Regions from separate parts of the Cricetulus griseus genome. Here regions 1 and 3 are each linked to region 2. A link is a contact called in public Hi-C and Micro-C data. All regions are on one chromosome and are shown on one strand. The core of a region is the stretch at or near the end of the contact, and the rest is flanking DNA. Distances in the headings are between cores, read along the strand shown.

What was found. Hi-C and Micro-C count contacts between places; a contact is called where the count stands out from the background.
Region 1: a contact with region 2 is called in a Micro-C map of the CHO-K1 cell line, with 3 times the contacts expected there. The contact joins the promoter of Ppp2r1b here to the promoter of Sik2 in region 2. A contact is called at or near these places in 4 of 8 Hi-C or Micro-C datasets (the CHO-K1 cell line, fibroblasts and liver).
Region 3: a contact with region 2 is called in a Hi-C map of the CHO-K1 cell line, with 8 times the contacts expected there. The contact joins the promoter of LOC103160929 here to the promoter of Sik2 in region 2. A contact is called at or near these places in 3 of 8 Hi-C or Micro-C datasets (the CHL-YN cell line and the CHO-K1 cell line).

Annotation. Positions count from the first base shown.
Region 1 is chr4:162,627,286-162,629,985 of CriGri-PICRH-1.0, forward strand. It overlaps Ppp2r1b (serine/threonine-protein phosphatase 2A 65 kDa regulatory subunit A beta isoform), which reads left to right and starts at 1,341. Exons shown (of 15, transcript XM_035443692.1): 1 at 1,341-1,499; 2 at 2,257-2,347; 3 at 2,685-2,700. The coding sequence starts at 1,386.
Region 2 is chr4:162,761,826-162,764,525 of CriGri-PICRH-1.0, forward strand. It overlaps Sik2 (serine/threonine-protein kinase SIK2), which reads right to left and starts at 1,279. Exons shown (of 16, transcript XM_027412165.2): 1 at 974-1,279. The coding sequence starts at 1,108.
Region 3 is chr4:162,894,841-162,897,540 of CriGri-PICRH-1.0, forward strand. It overlaps LOC103160929, which reads right to left and starts at 1,417. Exons shown (of 17, transcript XM_027412173.2): 1 at 1,212-1,417; 2 at 353-688. The coding sequence starts at 1,380.

The DNA of each region.
Region 1 (2,700 bases), core at 91-2,590, 130 kb before region 2:
GCAAGTTGTCCTCTGACCATATGTGTTCAGTGGCTTATGTGTGTACACAACACACACACACACACACACACACACACACACACACACACGTTTTTATAATTTAAAAAAAGTCAACCCAGTAGTCCAGCCGGTGCCTTATGGGAATCCAAAAGTTATCAAAATAAAAATAAAATGAAAGCCTTCAAGCATACATTCACAGACCCACTTTGAGAAAAGAAAACAAAAACCAAAACTGCTGAAGTCTGTTGGTTTTCGAGCTTTGACTACTAAAGACTGTTTCCTGCTAAGAGTCCCATATTTTAAAAACAAAAACAAAAAACAAACCCTTACCTCCTAAATTGCATTTATTAGTAACTTAACAATTTCATTAAGGCACAGAATAGTGTCATTTGAGAACTTGTGATGGTCGTACAGAACTACCAATCTAAGCTGCTTCATCTTAGTCTAAAACATGAAAAGACAGGGCATTCAAGTTACTTGGTGCAATTACAGAGGGCAAGTGAAAACTTAATCCTTTAAGTTCTGTAAGAAACAACGCCCAGGACCACCTCCTCTTGAGGTCCTCTAGGAGGACTTCTGGAGGTCTAGGGAGGCCGGTCCTTCCACCCCACCGAACCCGGGGAGATTAAAACTGTGCATAGTTAAGCTTGGTGGTTGGGCTTCTTGCTGTAGAGCAGTGAAAAAAGGAAGACAATACAACAGAAGGCGCCATTCCAGTACCACACTGAAAAGAAACACAAAAACAAGAGAGCATGTTTTAAACAACTTGCGTGGAAAAAATATTGACTGGGGAGTTTGGACAGCACTGTTCATTTTCCCTCACCGCACTCATTATTTGTCTTAAGTAGGAGGAGCCAGCCACGATTTTGGCAAACAGGCCAGAGGAAGAGCTGGAGGGGTTGTGTGGAGGCTTCTCGCCCAGGGGGAAATCAGGGCTCAGACCCAGTGGCTCCAGGCCACCATGAAACTGGGGGAGGTGCTAAAGTTTCTTCCTCCTGGCCTAGGGTACAGTCTCTGGCCTGGAGTTCTACTGAGGTTCGGCACCCATCACTCAGGCAGACCCCTCTCCTTCAGAGCACAGCGAGCAGAGGATGAATCCCTGCCCATGTTTCTTTCGGCTGAGGAAAGGATGCAGGGGTTCCATTGGTATTCTCAGCCCGCCCTTCTTCTGGAGTTCAGACCTCCAGTTTCAGCAATGGGGGTCAGGACGGAGCCTCTGCGCCCAGGCTAAAAACTCGACTCCTTTGCTTCCCCAGAGCCGGCCGATTGGATTTAGCCCCGCCTTCCCGGGCGTGGGGCGTGGCCGGGGCGTGGGGCGTGGCCGGGGCGCGGGGCGTGGCCGGGGCGCGGGGCGTACGGCGGCGACAAGCCAGAGGAGAAAGAACATGGCGGGCGCAGCGGGGCCCGGGGCCGGTCCGGGTGCAGCCGGCGGAGATGGAGATGATTCGCTCTACCCGATCGCGGTTTTAATCGACGAGCTCCGCAATGAGGACGTGCAGGTACTAGGCTGGGGCTGGGGAGTCGAGGAGAGGGCGGAGGCGCACATGGTGGAGAAGCGGGAAGGCCGGCTCAGCCGTGGGGGCGGCCCCGGGGACGGCAGAGCTGTATTCAGCGCTCGTAGGGGACGGGGTGGCGGAGGCTCCGTGGTGGTCCGCCTGGACTCCCAGCAGCTCGACCTCGAGCCTCTGGGGTGGTGGCACCCGGCTGCTCCGGCAGTGGGCGGGGAGCCAAGCCAGTTCCCGCCTCCGGTGGACGAGCACCGGTGGGTTGCTGGTGGGTTGCGGGGCCGCCCGGGAGCGGAGGAGCGGCCCGGGCACCAGGCTGCCTTTGAAGCGCTGCGGAGTGCCTGTCTCTGCTGGCAAACTGGCCTGGCTAGTTGGGTGGGAAGAGCGCCACAGCTGATTAACACAGATGAGTGGTGCATCAGTTGTGATGGAACTTTTCTCTGAAAAGGGAGGAGTTGTGTTTAACCGTTTCACCTGCTTCCTTCGGTCCAGAGTTCTCTCTTTTCAGAATCTCTCACTGCCCGCGTGTTTTCATTCATTCATTTCTTTCCCGGCCCTTCAGTGTTCTCCCTAGGATAGCCTCTGGCTAATGACGTGTTTAAACGGTCCTTGAGTTATTTTAGGAATAAGATCTAAGTGAAAGACTCATCCTCGTTATATACTGTATACCAGTGTTTCACCTATTTGCTTCTTTTGACCTGAATTGCAACCATCTCTTTGCTTTGTTCTTCTTCCCACTTTATTTTTGAAGCTCCGTCTCAACAGTATCAAGAAGTTATCTACTATTGCTTTAGCACTCGGAGTGGAAAGGACTCGAACTGAACTGCTGCCTTTCCTTACAGGTATGTGTCCTTTAAAGAAAGCCATTTTCCATTGGCTTTCAAACTGTTTTTAGTTTGTTACGTAGTGTAGCAATAAGTACTAGAAGGAGCAGGTGCCTTCTGCAATGTGTATAGAAAAAAATGTTAAGCCAGACATACTCAAACATAAGGCATGTAACTAATGGGAAGGTAGTTGACATGGGATATTAATTTCTTAGTAATTCTGTGAAACATTCATGAAGACTTCTGATTTAGACAAGGAAGACAATACTATTTAGAATTGTAGTTGCAGCAGCTGTGTAAGTACTAGCTTAGTGGCACTTGTCTCTATGGGCTAACCAACTGCTGTTATTTTCAGATACAATTTATGATGA
Region 2 (2,700 bases), core at 29-2,528:
CTACATTCAAAGGCTAGAACGTTCTTAAGAAATGTACTAGGGAAAAAACCCGGACGAGATGAAATTTGGGGAGACAAACTGAAAACCGGTGAAACTACAGTGGAAATCATAAGGCAGAATAGAGTACGTCAAAACCACTAGGTTGTAGTCTAAAAAAACGGTTTTGTTTCGATCGTTTTTTTCCAAGGTATTTAATTTGCACGTCTTAAAATAGAGACCCCGAGGAGAGCAGCTTGAGGCAATGGAAGGAAGGGGGTGGGCTAGGTAAGAACAGAGACTCGGGGAGAAAATATGTGCGGTGCATTAGAATGCACCATGGAGGGGGATGCTGGAGTCACTGTAAGGAAGCAGTTGAGGGCTTTCTGAGTAGTCCATCTGATGTGGCTTAAGGAATGCGTGCTTGGAGTCAGTATGCACACCTGGTAAAGGGACAACCTCAGACGACGGTGCAGAGCTGAGATGACCATTTTCAACCAGTTCTATTGTCTGGAGTATTAGATATACCTCCGGCAAGAGATCAAGCCAGTCAGGCACCAAATCAGAGACCCTGCGGGCCCAAAGCAAAGAAAATAGACAGCGGTCCGTCCGCACCGGTCGGGTCCGCGGCGCCCCCTCTTCGCCTAGCAGCGAGGGACTCCTGATTAGGGTCGCGCTACGTGTCCGCCAAGTCCAGGAGCTGCCGGTCCCCTTCTCCCGCCGGCGACGTTGGTCCCCGCGCGGACCTGGAGCATCGAGACTTCCCCTCCCACCCCACCCCCAGCCGAAAGCCGGGAAGACGCGGAACTTGGGCTTGGGAGCAGAGGCCACAGACCAGGTCCCCGGGTGGGAGGCTCGGGACGGAAGCCTGTGTGGCTTCCCAGGGACAACCCACCCCCCCGATCTGCACCCCGCGGTCCCCACAGAGCCAGGCCCGCCGTTCCCCGCCCGGGGCGCAACCATGCCACGCTCCCGCCGAACCCCGGTGGTGCCGCACCTCCGTCTTGGTGATCCGGTGCCGCCCCAGCTTCACCACGGCGAAGTTGCCCTTGCCCAGCGTGCCCTCGATGTCGTAGAACCCCACCCGGACCGGCCCGCGCTGCAAGTGCCTCGGGCCATCCGCCATGACCATGCTGGGCCCCCGCTGCAGGACACGGCGACTGGAGCGCGAACGAGCGGGCCGGCGCGAAGCGGCGCTGAGCAGGCAGGAGGGCGGCGGGCGGCGCGGCTGGGTTCTGGGCGACGGCCGCAGTGCTCGCTCCGGCGCTGCTTCCCTCCCGCCCCACAGGGCCCAGCCAGGCGCGCGCCGGCGCTGACGTGAGCCGACGTCAGGGGGCCGGGGCAGGGGACGGGGGCGGGCCTCCACCGGTCACCATAGCTACCGCGGCAGCTCCGACGTCGGTGGCGGGAGGGAGGGGCGGCGCGCGGCTCCGGCGGGCACTGTGCTTCCGGCCGCGGCGCCCTCTCCTCAGCCTACTCCGGCCTCGCCGGGGCCGGGGGCGGGGTCGCCGTCTGCTCCGCCCCCTTCCTGCTGCCTTCCAGCAGAAGGGCAAGAGCGAGCCCTGGTGGGCCGAGCGGAGGGTGCAGCGTGCCGCCTGCGCGTGGCCTGTAGGGTCGCCTAGCGTTCTCCGCCCGCCTGCGGCCCTTCCCGCCAAAAGCTCGCCCGCAGGAAGACTGCTGCGCTAAATTTGGAGCCCGAGGAACACCGTGGCTGAGCAACACGTTGCTCACAGCCTCTTTTCTTTGTGTTCTTTTTAGCCCTCCTGCTCGTTACTATCTAAGTCTCTCCACTTTTTGACGTCTGTGAGGATTTCTACTCACAGCAATCGGCCACTTACAAAAAAAAGAGAAAAAAAAAAAAAGAAAGAAAGAAAAAGTCAGCTCTGAAGAGACCCTAGAGATGACTTAAATCCGGAATTCGAAGCCGGGAACCCCTGAAACGTAGGCACAGTTTTACATATTTGAGAGGAGAGGTGACTATATCTTATGCCATACTTCCTCAAACTGTTAGGGAATTTGTAAACGCTTAGAAACTATTCAATTTATTTCCAGATGATGCAGCAGGTTGCTAGAATGGAGGGAGTTGCTACACAGGTAATGCTAGAATTCTAATCATAAATTATCACACCAGTATTCCATACGGTGACCTAAGTAAGCAGCGACATTTTAGTATCTTAAATATATGCGTCCAGACCTTGGTTCCCGGTTATACATTCTCCATGAAAAGGAACCCAATTTGCTGGGAGTAATGACTCAGTCCAAGGCAGCCAGGGAAAGTATGAGACACCCTTGAAAGAACTTATATGAGTAAGCAAGGAGATTTTTTTTTGTATACAACAGAAAGAATGTGTCAAAAGAGAATACAGCTTGAAGGGACTCATCATTGCCAAATCTGAACAAACTGCGCATCAGAAATGAACAATTTGGAAATAATAGTAATATTATAGTAATAGAAATAACAGTAATATTACTTTCACATTTTATTTATTTTTTTATAGAAGTCATCGGATAAACTGTGGGAGCTGGTTCTCTATTTCCACTATGTGGGTCCTAGAAAAATGGAACTCAAGCGGTCAGGCATGCTGCAGTTGCCTTTACCCAACGAGTCACCTCTTGGGCCCTACATTGTTTTCTTGTTTGTTTTTAAGACAGTCTCCGGATTATTCTGGATAACCTAGAACTTGCTATGTAGACCAGGCTGGCTCATACTTAACAGAGATCTGT
Region 3 (2,700 bases), core at 167-2,666, 130 kb after region 2:
CAAGACACCTAAAAGGTTAGGTAGGAAAGAGATCCTTGGTAGTATAAATATGCAAGGCAAGGCATATGGGAGAAGAAAGACGACAAAAGTGAGCTGTAGCAGGGCCATGCAGTACCAAGGACAAGAACAAGGGGAGTATGTGGTACTGGCAGGAAGAGCTGCCCTCTTGGGTTTACTTCTACTGTAAAATCATCTTGGGGATGCTTAACAGAGAGGCAGAGGCAGAGCGGAAAGAGAGGATGGGGCATAGTTTCCAGCCTGGCCAGAGCAAGAGGAAGTTGGAGGCTGGGAGAAATTGGGCATCCAGGCCAGACAGGGACAACAGGGTGGAAGAGACCAAAGGTTGCCAGACCTGTGTGTTCATCCAGCCCAACGCCTAGAATTGGCACGATGCCTCCTGTGACTGGGTCCTTCATGGGGCCCCCCAACTCCAAAGGGGCCAATGTCTTGGTGAGAGGATTGCAGTATGTCCCTCCAAGAGTGAGCCACTGCCTTGTTTGGGGGTGCAGAGTCACAGCAAGCACAGGCACTTCGATGCCTGTGATGGGGTCAGACATGAGAGCCCCCAGCTGTGATGTTCTTCTTGGCTGTAGGGTAGGCAGGCGAGTGGCTGGAGGGCAACCTGTCACAGGACTTGTTGGGTAGGGCAAGTAGGGGAGAACAGCAACCTCTGATGTTCGGACAACATCTGGATAGGGAGACAGGGAGGTATGGGTACCCATCTACTTGCCAGCCTCCCCGCCTGCCTCTTCCCCTCCCCCACCCATTCTACAGATCAGGGGAAAAAAAGTAGCTGTGAACACCTGTTCTCATTTGTTGAACAGTTTTCTGCCCCCCTTTTTTGGACAGGGTATACAGGCTCTGTATAGCCCTGGCTGGCCTTGAACTCGCTTTGTAGAGCAGGCTGGCCTCAAACTCACAAGAGATCTGCCTGCCTCTGCCCCCCAAGTGTTGGATAAAAGGCTTGTGCCACCTGAATCCAGTGGAAATAGTAAGAGGAGGAGGAGGAGGAGGAGGAGGAGGAGGAGGAGGAGGAGGAGGAGAAAGAGGTGTTTACTAGTTTGCTAGTCATCAAGACCCCTGTCCAAGAATAGAGCCCTGCTGCCTGGGCTGTGGTCCCTGGGTATTCATTCTTGAGGTCCCCAGGGAGCTCTGCCCTGTCTCTGAAACCCAAAGTAAGGTTGGGGCTAGTTAGTGGGCCAGGGTCTTACCTGCATTATAGTCAGTAATGGGTATCAGGGCTGCCTTCAGCAGATCATATCCCAGGTGTCCAGTCTGAGGCAGCACACGCCCAGTGTCAGGGTGGATAAAGTAGCCAGGGGGTATGGGCCCCATGTGGCCACTGACTGGGAGCATCATACAGTTGGGCCCAGGAACCATTAACTTGGTGACAGGATTCACGATGATGTCATCAGGACACGCTGAGGCTGCAGGAAAGCAAAGGCTGCCTGCTGGGCCTCCCCTGAGGTGATTAGGGAAGGCTACAAGTCTTCATGGTGACAGGAAGAAGTTAGCAAGAACTTCACCCCAGTCCCACAAGGATGGTGCTCCCCAGGACAGAGGCCTTGTTTTTTTTGCTTTTCCCTTGGAATGCACCACTGAGATCTCGTCAGACTACAGGCTGGTTGGGGGTCCTTTGGGGAAAGGTATGTGGGTATCGAGTTGGGGGTGGGAATTTCCAGAACTCAGCATACTTTTAAATCACCAAGGGATATCTTTTCCAGGCAAATCCAACACTTTCCAAAATTGATGGTTCACATTTATACCTGGCTTTTACTTTAAAGAACTATCACGTGGTCTGCAAAGCTGTCATTTGTATGATTTCCTTCTCTGGCCTCCCTATTTCTGAACTTCCCTATTCTATTTTGTGTGGGGTCATTGAACAGGAACCCCCTCCCAACCCCCGGGGCACTCAACTGCTTTGCAATCCCCTCAACGCTCCCTGCTGCAGGTGCCTTAGGGGCAGAACTTGAGTTTCTGTGGTGCCTGTCACCCGGAATGCAGGGACTAATTTCAAGGCAGAGACCAGCTCCCCGAAGACCCCAGATGAGTCCAAGTGGGGCTTACCTGGCTGTAGCAGCTCCGCCCCTGTGCCAGTGCCCAGGAAGCCCCAGGCCTTCAAGCGGTGGCCTTCTTGCAGCATGGCCTGGGACAAGTGGCCCAGCAGTATGTCCAGCTGAGAAGGCACCCTGCAGAGACACAGGACATGACAGGGTGGTCAAAGGGCAGAGATAATGAGGCATGGGAAAAGGACACGTTAGTATGGTTACTTCTGGGACCCTGTGAAGTCATACTCATTCCTTCCCTAAAAGCCTGACTCAGGTTAACCAGGTACATACCCCTTGGGGCTTTGCCCAGGCTGGGGGGACTTCCCTGGGTTAGAGCTTGAAGGTGTCTTTAGCAGCCACTGAGCTTCCATCAACGCGGAGCAGAAAGAGGCCCACTGGCCCTGCCTGGCACAGAGGTCTTGGTGAAGGAGCTCCAGCTGGTGACTAAGGCTTGCTGCATACTGGCCTGCCAGGCTTTGCCTCCGCTTAGACTCTTCCTCTGCAGCCAGGGCCACTGCCTCAGCAGCCTGGGTCAAAGACACTTTGACTTGTTTACCAGTAGGGATTCAGTCACCCAGGACAGCGACTTTGGGAACTATACACCCAGCTTCCTTTGGAACTCCAGAGGGCCCAGGGCAGGGGCCAAGGAGGT